Regions from separate parts of the Mus musculus genome. Here all the other regions are linked to region 3. Evidence: chromatin contacts called from public HiChIP or PLAC-seq and promoter capture Hi-C data. All regions are on one chromosome and are shown on one strand. Each heading gives the region's core, a stretch centred on a gene start, on an enhancer-like site or on the middle of the called end of the contact. The rest is flanking DNA. Distances are from core to core; before and after follow the strand shown. Region 1 holds the start of Pex7 (peroxisomal biogenesis factor 7). Region 2 has its middle 18 kb from the start of Map7. Region 3 holds the start of Hbs1l (Hbs1-like (S. cerevisiae)).

The links. Promoter capture Hi-C pulls out the DNA fragments that hold promoters and counts their contacts. HiChIP or PLAC-seq counts read pairs in DNA pulled down with a chosen protein or histone mark.
Region 1: a promoter capture Hi-C map of pre-B cells shows a contact between it and region 3, with 4 times the contacts expected there. The contact joins the promoter of Pex7 here to the promoter of Hbs1l in region 3. A contact is called at or near these places in 2 of 39 promoter capture datasets (liver and pre-B cells).
Region 2: an H3K27ac HiChIP or PLAC-seq map of embryonic stem cells shows a contact between it and region 3, with 4 times the contacts expected there. The contact joins the enhancer-like site here to the promoter of Hbs1l in region 3. A contact is called at or near these places in 3 of 39 promoter capture datasets (liver and pre-B cells) and 2 of 115 datasets of contacts at active chromatin or transcription factors (bone marrow-derived macrophages and embryonic stem cells).

The regions. Positions count from the first base shown.
Region 1 is chr10:19,906,347-19,909,641 of GRCm38.p6, reverse strand. Pex7 (peroxisomal biogenesis factor 7) reads left to right here and starts at 1,968. Exons shown (of 10, transcript NM_008822.2): 1 at 1,968-2,183. The coding sequence starts at 2,069.
Region 2 is chr10:20,151,961-20,154,999 of GRCm38.p6, reverse strand. It overlaps a transcript of Map7 not described here. Among named protein-coding and RNA genes, the nearest start is that of Map7, 18 kb to the left of the region's middle. Within about 2 kb of position 1,264, at least 14 of the 459 cell types and tissues checked have an H3K27ac peak or open chromatin away from gene starts, as enhancers often do. A contact at or near this core is called in embryonic stem cells, where this site is marked.
Region 3 is chr10:21,294,498-21,297,653 of GRCm38.p6, reverse strand. It overlaps Hbs1l (Hbs1-like (S. cerevisiae)), which reads right to left and starts at 1,675. Exons shown (of 18, transcript NM_019702.2): 1 at 1,478-1,675. The coding sequence starts at 1,520.

The DNA.
Region 1 (3,295 bases), core at 719-3,218, 1.4 Mb after region 3:
GACAGGGTTTCTCTCTGTAGCCCTGGTTGTCCCCAGGACAGCCACTCTGTAGACTAGGCTGGCTTCAAACTCAGAGATCTACCTGCCTCTGTCTCCGAAATTCTGGGTTTAAAGGCATTCATTTACCATGCCTGGCTTGAGCAGTATTTTTTTAAGAGACATTTATTTTATGTGATGTGAACATATGTGAGTACACTGTCCCTGTGTTCAGACACACCAGAAGAGTGCATCAGTCCTCATTACAGATGGTTGTGAGCCACCATGTGGTTGCTGGGAATTGAACTCAGGGCCTCTGGAAGAACAGTCATTGCTCTTACCCACTGAGCCATCTCTCCAGCCCCAAGTAATAAATGAGTCTACAGTCCCCATCTTGTGGATCTCTCTCCCTTCCATAGCTTCTCCACTGCCAGCTTTCCATGTGGCTGTTTGCCCCAAATCTGCCTTTATCTGTCTTCTCTCATTCCATTCTCTTGCTAAATAAAAATAATTTCCGTGGTTTAAATATTATCTACATGCAAGTAAGAAGGCTTGGCTGGACTCCATTGTGCTGTATTCAAGTACTGCACACAGTACACAGTCAACATGCAGAACTGGAGTTTATTAATGCTCCATTGTCCTTATTTCAATAAACAATTCCTGTGTCTAGATAAGTACTATACTAAGAGTTGGAAACCATTTAAGCTTTTTGTCTTCATTTGACCCTTAAGCGTACCCTCTCCACACCTTTCCATAATTCTCAACAAAACACTATTACCCAACTATAGCATCTTCTGCTTGAGTTGTTGCTAAAGTCTCTAACTGTACTCCATTGCCAATCTCTAGCCTCCAGTTACTGTTGCTTGGGAATGATAACTCACTAAATGATCCATATCTGAAAACTTGCACAGATCTCTATTATTTAAGCTGCAGCACAGTTCCTTGGGCATGGGGTACAATACAAGAGTTCATGTTGGAGCATTTGATTTTCTCTCACCAGGTGGAATCTACCCAAAGTGCTCTTTCTCTATCAGGCTAGACTGAGTCCTGGCAGCTACCATCCCTTGCGGTTTTAGGTTTCCTGGGTTCTTCACCCTTCTCCTGATCCCACAATGGCTTCCAACTTTTTAGTTAGAGAAAGTCATTTGTATGAATTCACCCTAGATTATCTCCTTTCTAAAATGTTCCCTGACACCCTACCCTAAAAACATCTGTGTATATTCATCACAGCATCAATAGCATTTTGATTACACTTGACAGCTTTCAAGTCTTGTAATCTCTTGAGCTCAACCACGTATCCCAGTGGGTCTTTTGAATGCAAAAGTCTAGCACCAAGCTTGGTACATGACTTGGTCTGTGCAGGTTGACTGGTTTAATGATTAACAAGTCTCTTTCACTCTTCAGTGTTTGGTTTGGCAAACTGCACATTCATCTACCACATTGCATATGCTTGGCAAACATTTGAATGAAGAAATTAATGAGCCCAAGTCTTCCTTAATTACTGGAATATATCTGCATAGTGCAACTAACTACATAAAACCTATAGACCGCAAATTGCACATGATAATAGTCCTATCCTTTAACTTCATTGTTGTCTGGATTCAAATTACCTTGGGCAACCTAGTACTCCATTCGTTGCCCTTGGACTCACTAACTGCTTTCCGAGTTTGTTGTGGCTTTTATTTCGTAACCATCAGGAAAATGTCAGAATAGCAAAGTTTTAAAGTTCAAGCAATTAATAAAAACACAAGGTTTTTATTTAAAAAAAAAACATGGAGGTTGCAATTAAACGTGAACAACTGTCTGAAGTGACTCCTAGCGAGTATCTTCTCTTTTAGGTCTAGAATAATCTCTGAAAGACCAGTTGATTTTAGTTAGAGCAAATCATTGGATTTTTGCCCAAAAGAAAAATGGTCCTCGCGGCGTCAGTTCCCTTTTCTATGTAGCCCAATCAAAATCTAGGATTCCGGGCGTCGGCGTCGTCACTTCCGCCCGGCCTTCCTGGACTTTCAGTGAGCCGCAGTGGGGCACTTCTACCTCGAGACTGTTTCCGCGCTCGGGCCGGGAGGCCGAGTGACGGCGGGCGAGCGGAATGAGCGCGGCGCGGACGCTGCGGGTGCCCGGCCGCCACGGCTATGCGGCCGAGTTCTCTCCGTACCTGCCGGGCCGCCTGGCCTGTGCCGCGGCGCAGCACTACGGCATCGCGGGTGAGCGCGGGCCGCGCCTCCGGGGCGGGCGTAGGACGCGCCGCTGAGCGCGCGGTGCCGCCGCCACCGCCAGGGGGCGACAGAGCTCGGCCCTCCCTCCTAGGTCCCCCTTTCTGCGGAGTTGGCATTGGAGCCCAGGGGAAGTCTACAGCTAGTCCTTTCCCTTCTGTAAGAAGGATGCACTTGTCAGTACTTGCAAGGTGGAGTCAACAGAGCCACCAGTTCAAAGCCATCCTCAACAGAGACTTAGGGAGACGCTGGCCCTTTCTTGAAAAAGAAAAAAAAAAAAACTAGAAAATTCTGTGCTCGCTTTTAGTTGTTCTAGGGGAAGTGGATAAATGTGCAGAGATGTCTAAGTGCTCAAGCCATTTATTTTAACTTATACCCCATCTGCTGTTTATGCACAGGAGCAGTGTATGGCAAACCATTGCATAATGTCAGTGATCTGTAATACTTGTTTACTGCAGGAAAAAAATACGATTTCTGAAAAGTAGTGGTAAATAAACTTGTTTCCGTATAGTTTGTCCATTAGTGCTTAGTGCTTTCACGGTTGGGTTCACAGTTCTTGGCCATCAAACTTTAGACTTTTATAAAGGTTTCTTACAAGAAATTGGTATAATTAGGAATTGTTTTCTAGAGATTTTTTGTGTGTGTGTCTGAGTTTTTTGCTTGTATGTATGTCTGTGAACCATGCCTGGTGCCAGCTAAGGTCAGAAGAGAAGATTCAAAGAGGGTGTTGGATCCATTACTGATGGTTGTCAGCTGCCAAGTGGGTACTGGGATTAGAAGCTGGCTCTGCACATGGAAGGGGTCGGGTCTCTGACCTGACAGTTGACTTTTTTTTTTCTTCTTCATCAGTTACGTTTAAGTGGAAGATCTTTAACACTTTACCCACCTCACTGATCACAAAAACTCAAAGCGAAATTCTGTGAAGACTCTAGTTTGAACAGTTGAATGTGCATGTGAGCATAGTAATTAGTCATCTTACCTTGTAAAGTTCAAGTGCAGATTCCCTTTGAACAGATGTTAATGGAGTGTGAGATGGGGGAGAGAAAGAGACATTAGTCTTTCAGCAAAAATTATTGATTGTTGGCACATAACTGAAGTTAATG
Region 2 (3,039 bases), core at 15-2,514, 1.1 Mb after region 3:
CCAATGCACATCACGGTGTGCTCAGATCTCAAATACATTAGGCTGTGGGGGCGGGGGGCGGCACCCCTGCAAAGGTTACATGGTATGCTTCCACTTAAGACTCTGGGAAAAGTCAAAGCAAAGATGGAAAATAGATCAGTGGGTGGGAAATGAGCCAGAGGGAGCTCTGGAAGACAAGACTCTAAGCCCTATCGACAGTGATGGTTATACATCTATAGCTACGTTGACAGTCTACTGAAACAACACATTTAAAAAACAATTAAAAACTCCTTTACTAGCCGGGCATGCCTTAAATCCCAACACTCGGGAGGCAGAGGCAGGCAGATTTCTGAGTTCGAGGCCAGCCTGGTCTACAAAGTGAGTTCCAGGACAGCCAGGGCTATACAGAGAAACCCTGTCTCAGAAAAAACAAAACAAAACAAAACAAAAAACAAAAAAACCAAAAACAAAAAACCCACCTCTACTTATTCGAGAATTTCTAATGTATTGATTTTTTTTTTCTGGCAACTTTTATGGAACGGTCTACTGGGCTATCTCATCTTTCCAATGCTCAATCTATTAATCATTATTATAAAGGATGTGCCCCCAACTCTTGGACCAACTGAAATTCCTCTGCTAGGAGAAACCAGTGGAAACCTCAATCCAAAGTAATGGCTTTAAAATATCATTTCAGTTTTGGAATGTTTGACCTTTTTGTCCCTCTTGGGCATCTCTCACTTCTCTGACTTGGCTGTCTGTCCCTCCTCCATTTTGAATGGTTGTCTATCCTGTCTGCAGTTTTTCTTTCTGATCTTTCCTGGAGTGGCCTTCAGACCTGACCTCGTGTCTGTTCCTGCAGGTTCACCAGTTAACTATCTGGCATCACTACTGACACTTTTCCACCTTTTCTTTTACTCAGTTGTACTCACTAATATGTTCGGGTCAAGCTTAAACTAATGAACCAATTAAAAGTGGATCGCCTTGTGTCTTCTTTTTACCTGTGATCCTCTGACATCTCAGAGTCCCAAACCGGCCTCCTTTTTTTATACCCACTGACAGGCCAGTGCCTACCTAGCTCTATCCAGGGACCTCAGAGTTAAGTCTGGAGACCAAACTCTCTCTCCTTTCTTCCTCCATCTGGTCTACACAGCTGCTCTGAAAAGAAGCTCTCCTTCCAGGTTCCAGAGCAAACCGGCACCTCCCGAACTCAAGCACAGCTGTCCCAAATGGGCAGGGTAGGAGGAAAAGGACCTCCCTAGGAGAGGGTGTGTTTGTGCTAATTGTGCAACCCAGCTCTTTAATTCTGATTAACAAAGCTTTATCAAGACAAGCCTTCCTGCTCCAACAATACTGTTCTAGCCTCTTGGCTTGACCTTTGGCCTCAACATATCCATCATGCCTAACTGATTTCCCTGAACACTCACTTTGAGCCTTTCACATTTGTCCTGTCAAGAAACTTTAGCTCCTCTCCTGTATGCCTTTATTTCCCCTCCTCCTCCCTCTGACCACACATCACTCCCTGTTGTTTGGCGGTTAAGTGCTAGCTGCAGCAGGTGCTCCGGGATGACCACAGCCAGAGTGGTCCATCCTTCCTCCACTGAACCCTCACGACCCGTACACATTGGCCTGTGGATTTCCTTACTAAACTCAAAGATCATATTCATCAACCTTCCAAACTCCGTCATTTTAATAACCCATGGAAAGTACACATTCTTGGTTAAATTAGTCTAAGCCTCGATGTCTTTAGTTCTTGTACTAACAAGACTTGAGTATGTTTTTTAAAGCTCTTCGAATAATTTGTTTTCAGGTATCATGACACAAGTGTGTGAATTCTTTAGAGACCATGCCAGTGTAAATTTGCGTTTCACACACATACCTAAGCTATGACAACAGCTGACTTCTCTTCAACTTACCAGTGGTTCTCAGGAGAGAACCACTGACTTAGCGAGATGTGAAGTTTGCCCCCTGAAGCAGCAGCAATTCTAGCTTCTAGGATCTGAATTTCAATAGGGAGGGGCTTACGTCACAGCATAAGCACAACCTGAGTGTCTACTTTCTATGCTTATTTGGGGACAACAGAGGCCCTTCTGGCTTAAATAAAGATCACTTTTTACTCTGGAAAATTTCATACAAGATACATGACCACAGTAAGAAAGTCTAAGTCTGGGCTGGAGAGATGGCTCAGTGGTTAAGAGCAGTGACTGCTCTTCTAGAGGTCCCAAGTTCCAATTCCCAGCACCCACATGGTGGCTCACAACCATCTGTAATAGGATCTGATGGCCTCTTCTGGTATATCTGAAGACAGTGACAGTGTACTCATATACATAAAATAAATAAATGTTAAAAAAAAGGGGGAGGGGGGGAGTCTAAGTCTTTCCACCAAGAATCCTGATTTTTAAAAACAACAACAACAAACAAACTCCATTCTAGGTTGTAAGTAATATCTTCCAATAGAATGGCAACAGATCTCACCAAAACATATGGGCATTAATTTATTCCTTGCACATCAGACTTTGGGCATCACAGATTAATCAAAAGCAGCATGAAACTTTAGCTCTGTGGTCTTTTTAAAGGAGGTTGGCAAATGGGATTTGCTCTGTGTAGCTGATTTCCATAGCTTGGAATCATACTAGGTGACACACAGAATTCCAGCTCCTAGTTTTGTGATGTGATGACCTAGGAATTTGCTCAAAATAATATTCTAATAAAAAGGACTTGACATCCTCTAGTGGTGAAACACAAATCTGTTTCTAAGACAACAGCATTTTCTAGTTCTTGCTTCCCTTTGACTATGGACAAGGAAAATACCCCCGTAAACCAAGAGAATGGTTCTACCTCAAGAAAAATGACTTTTTAAAAAATAATATAATTGTAAAAATTATAACATCATCACAACCCTTGAGCAAAAGCTAAACATATCTGCAGAACTGTTTTCTGAATGTTGCATTGATATAGTACCCTTTAAATACATACTATGCTGCCAAAGTTCACTCTATTTGAGTCCTATACATACACAAACATAGGCCTTTAATCTTGAACATATCACAGGTATTGTTTCTG
Region 3 (3,156 bases), core at 426-2,925:
CACAGACTAACTCTAATGAAATTAGAATACTTTTGTGAAGTTTTAATTACTGAAAGCCCAAAAGGAAGCCTAACTGGGAAGAAGAAAATGGAAAATGAACTTTTATGAACAGGAAGGGAGGAACATCCCAAGACAGGCTACGCTTGCTTATGATGTCACTGATTGTTACAAAGGAATCAAACCTGACCTCAGGTAGCCAAGGTAAGAAGGTATTCGGCACTCAGAGGCTACACAGAAATCCCAGCCCTTCCCTTCTAATTTAGACCCTCTCTTTTGCATCGTTTCTATATTACTGTCATCACACTGTGGAATCTCTCATGCTTTAACCAGCTGTTACTGTAAACAGTCCTCATGTGTTAAGCAGTACCCTTAAATAGTCAATTATCACTGGCTGAGGAAATATATTGGTAATAAATGTCCCTTATTTCACAGCTACACAATCTCTTCCAGACTAAAGTCATTTCTTAGTGGTAGTGGTCCACCAGGCCTTTTATACAGACACTATGTATTCTTACAGTGAATGCCTGCCAAGTAAGATATTCCAGGCAGACTGGGTCAAAGTCTCCAGATGCAGCCCAGGTTGTTGGTTGGTCAAACCTGTTGAGGACACTGAAGCTCACAATCCCCCCAAAGGGGGTGTTAATAACAACCGCCTGCGTAAACATTGCATCTTCTCCATTTTAAAAAGCAGCAGGTCTTTAGGATTCTTGCATCACTTTACATTTGTGTTTATTTTTAGCTTCTGTGATGCTAAATGATGCTTATTATCATCCACTCAATGCCAACAAACTGCGAGTCCCTTTTTCATGACCTCCCCGCTGGTGTTATTTTTCCATTTCCTTTTTAAAATCAATCTACATTAAGCACTGTTTGCCAATAACTGAATTTATACACCTGAACATCAGCAAATCGACCCAATTTCTTGAGCCCTTTTAAACAAGAATCTTTTCTGTTTCTCACGTCCCCAGTTTTGAAATCCGTTGGAAAAAAATGGAGCAGTCAAAAACGCAGGGACACGGGGACAACGAAATAAATCTGACGTTTGTAGTAGGCCGGCCGCAGGTAAGCGCTAAGCCAGCCTCTTTTCTAACTACGGCCTCGTGGGCTTGTCTGAAGGAGGGCTTATGAGACAGACGTCAGGAACTCATTGCGGGATCCCCGCAGGAAACAGGGAAAGAAGAGGTGACGCTTGGATACGAACAGCATCGGATCCCGACCTCGCCACACCTATGGGCCCTGGAGATGCTACACCCCTGCCCGGTCGGTGAACTAGCTCAGCTAGGAGGCAGACAACACGCCGGCTTCCTCCCCGGGTGTTCCTCTCAGGTCCTGCTCGCTCTCCGCCCGCTCCCTCTCCGCCGAAGATCCCATTGCGAGCGTGGCTCCGGGGTCCATGCTCGATTCCAGGGAGATGTAAAGCGGCCATGGAGACAGCTGGAAGAGCTAAGGTCACGGCCGGCGCGGCCTTACCACCCACCTTCATCGTAGTTATATCCCCGGACGTTCCGATGCCGGGCCATCGCGCACAGACGGCGCCTGCCGCCGTCCCTTCCAGAAAAACTCGGCTCAGAAACCGACGAGGCGCAGACCGCGGGCGGAACACCTCTGCCGCGCCATCTTGTCTTCCGCCAGGCCTCTGCGCCGAGCGTCCGCGCATGCGCGACGTCATACCTGCGCACTTGGCGACGGCAAGCTCTCGGGGTCACTGCGGGCCTCCCGGGAACGCGTGCGCGCTCGCGAACTGGCGGGGGGGGGGGGGGGGCGAGGTCCCGCCCACAAGCGAATTGACTGACGTGGACTTCAAGGCCAGAAATGAAGCAACCAGAGGGTTGTTGAGCGGGATCCTTCACCTACACCGGTTTTCAGGATTATTTCCCAACTTTGGTTTTTGATCATCTGAAAAGCTGCCTATTTCGCTCAGTAAAAACAAGGACTTTGTTTCAGCTTTTAAGCCTTAGTAAACACTATAGGCAATCAATAAACGTGTAAATTTGGCATAATAATTAGTCCAAGCTGTAGAGGGAACTTTTTGAATGAGTAATTTTAGCTTTGAAATGTAGCCACACTGGGTCAATATGCTTCGCATGTAACTCATGGCTTCAGGTATGGGCTCCATATTAAATTCATTAACAGCTCTGGTAAACAACTGTCTGACCTTAGCTTTGTAAAATATTTCATTAGCACGAATTAATTAAGAAGGAAGCCTTAGACATTGATTGAATACATAAATATGTGAACTTGCTAAGGGTGTTTAGTACAGCTTTTCAGACACAGAACTAGCCTTGGGTGCTTATGATGTAATAATAACACATAAATCTATAACCTGTTATTAAACATCCTTGTTTCATACAACATAAGGCTAATAATGCTGTGTAAAAAACATCAACCTTATTATCACACTGAACAAACCATTTTATTGTAGCTTGTGCTTTCAATGCCAAGACCTGGAATCAAAGGCGAATGTCTAACACCACCTTACTCAGCTTTTCTAATCCACAACAATGAGGATAACACAAATTAAATCCATATTTGTAAAGGGCTCAGATTTGAGTTCTGACTGACTACCCAATGGTGTTCTTAACTCACAATGTTTCATATGGCTCCAAGGCAAAACTTTATAGACAAAAAAAAAAAAAAGTAGATGCTAATTTTATGATTTTTAAGTGTTTTATTTTATACCTTTAAATAATTTCCACATTGCAGCCTATTTCTTTGTAAGTGAAGATATTATCTTATACATTATCAAATTCATAAATAATATTTGCCCATGTAAGAGGACTTAGCACAGGACATTAAGTGCTAAAGAGTACTAAATGTGCTGGACCTGGTGGCTCAATTCCTTTAATCTTGGTACTCTGTAGACAGGGACAGGAGGACCAGGAATTCAAGGTCATCCTTGGCTACACAGGGAGTTCCAGGCCAACCAGCACTGTTGAGACCCTGTCTCAACGTCACGTACATAAAACTTAAAAACCAGGGTCAGCTTCTATCCCACTGTAAACGTGAATGCTGTTAATTACAAGTCACTGATGCGGCTATTGAAGTAAATGAGTTATAAACCGACCACATAACTAGTAGGGTGAATAAGAAAACAATCCTGCCTCAGACATGACACATAACTTGGGTGTGTGGACCAGTCTGTTCTGTATTGATTCC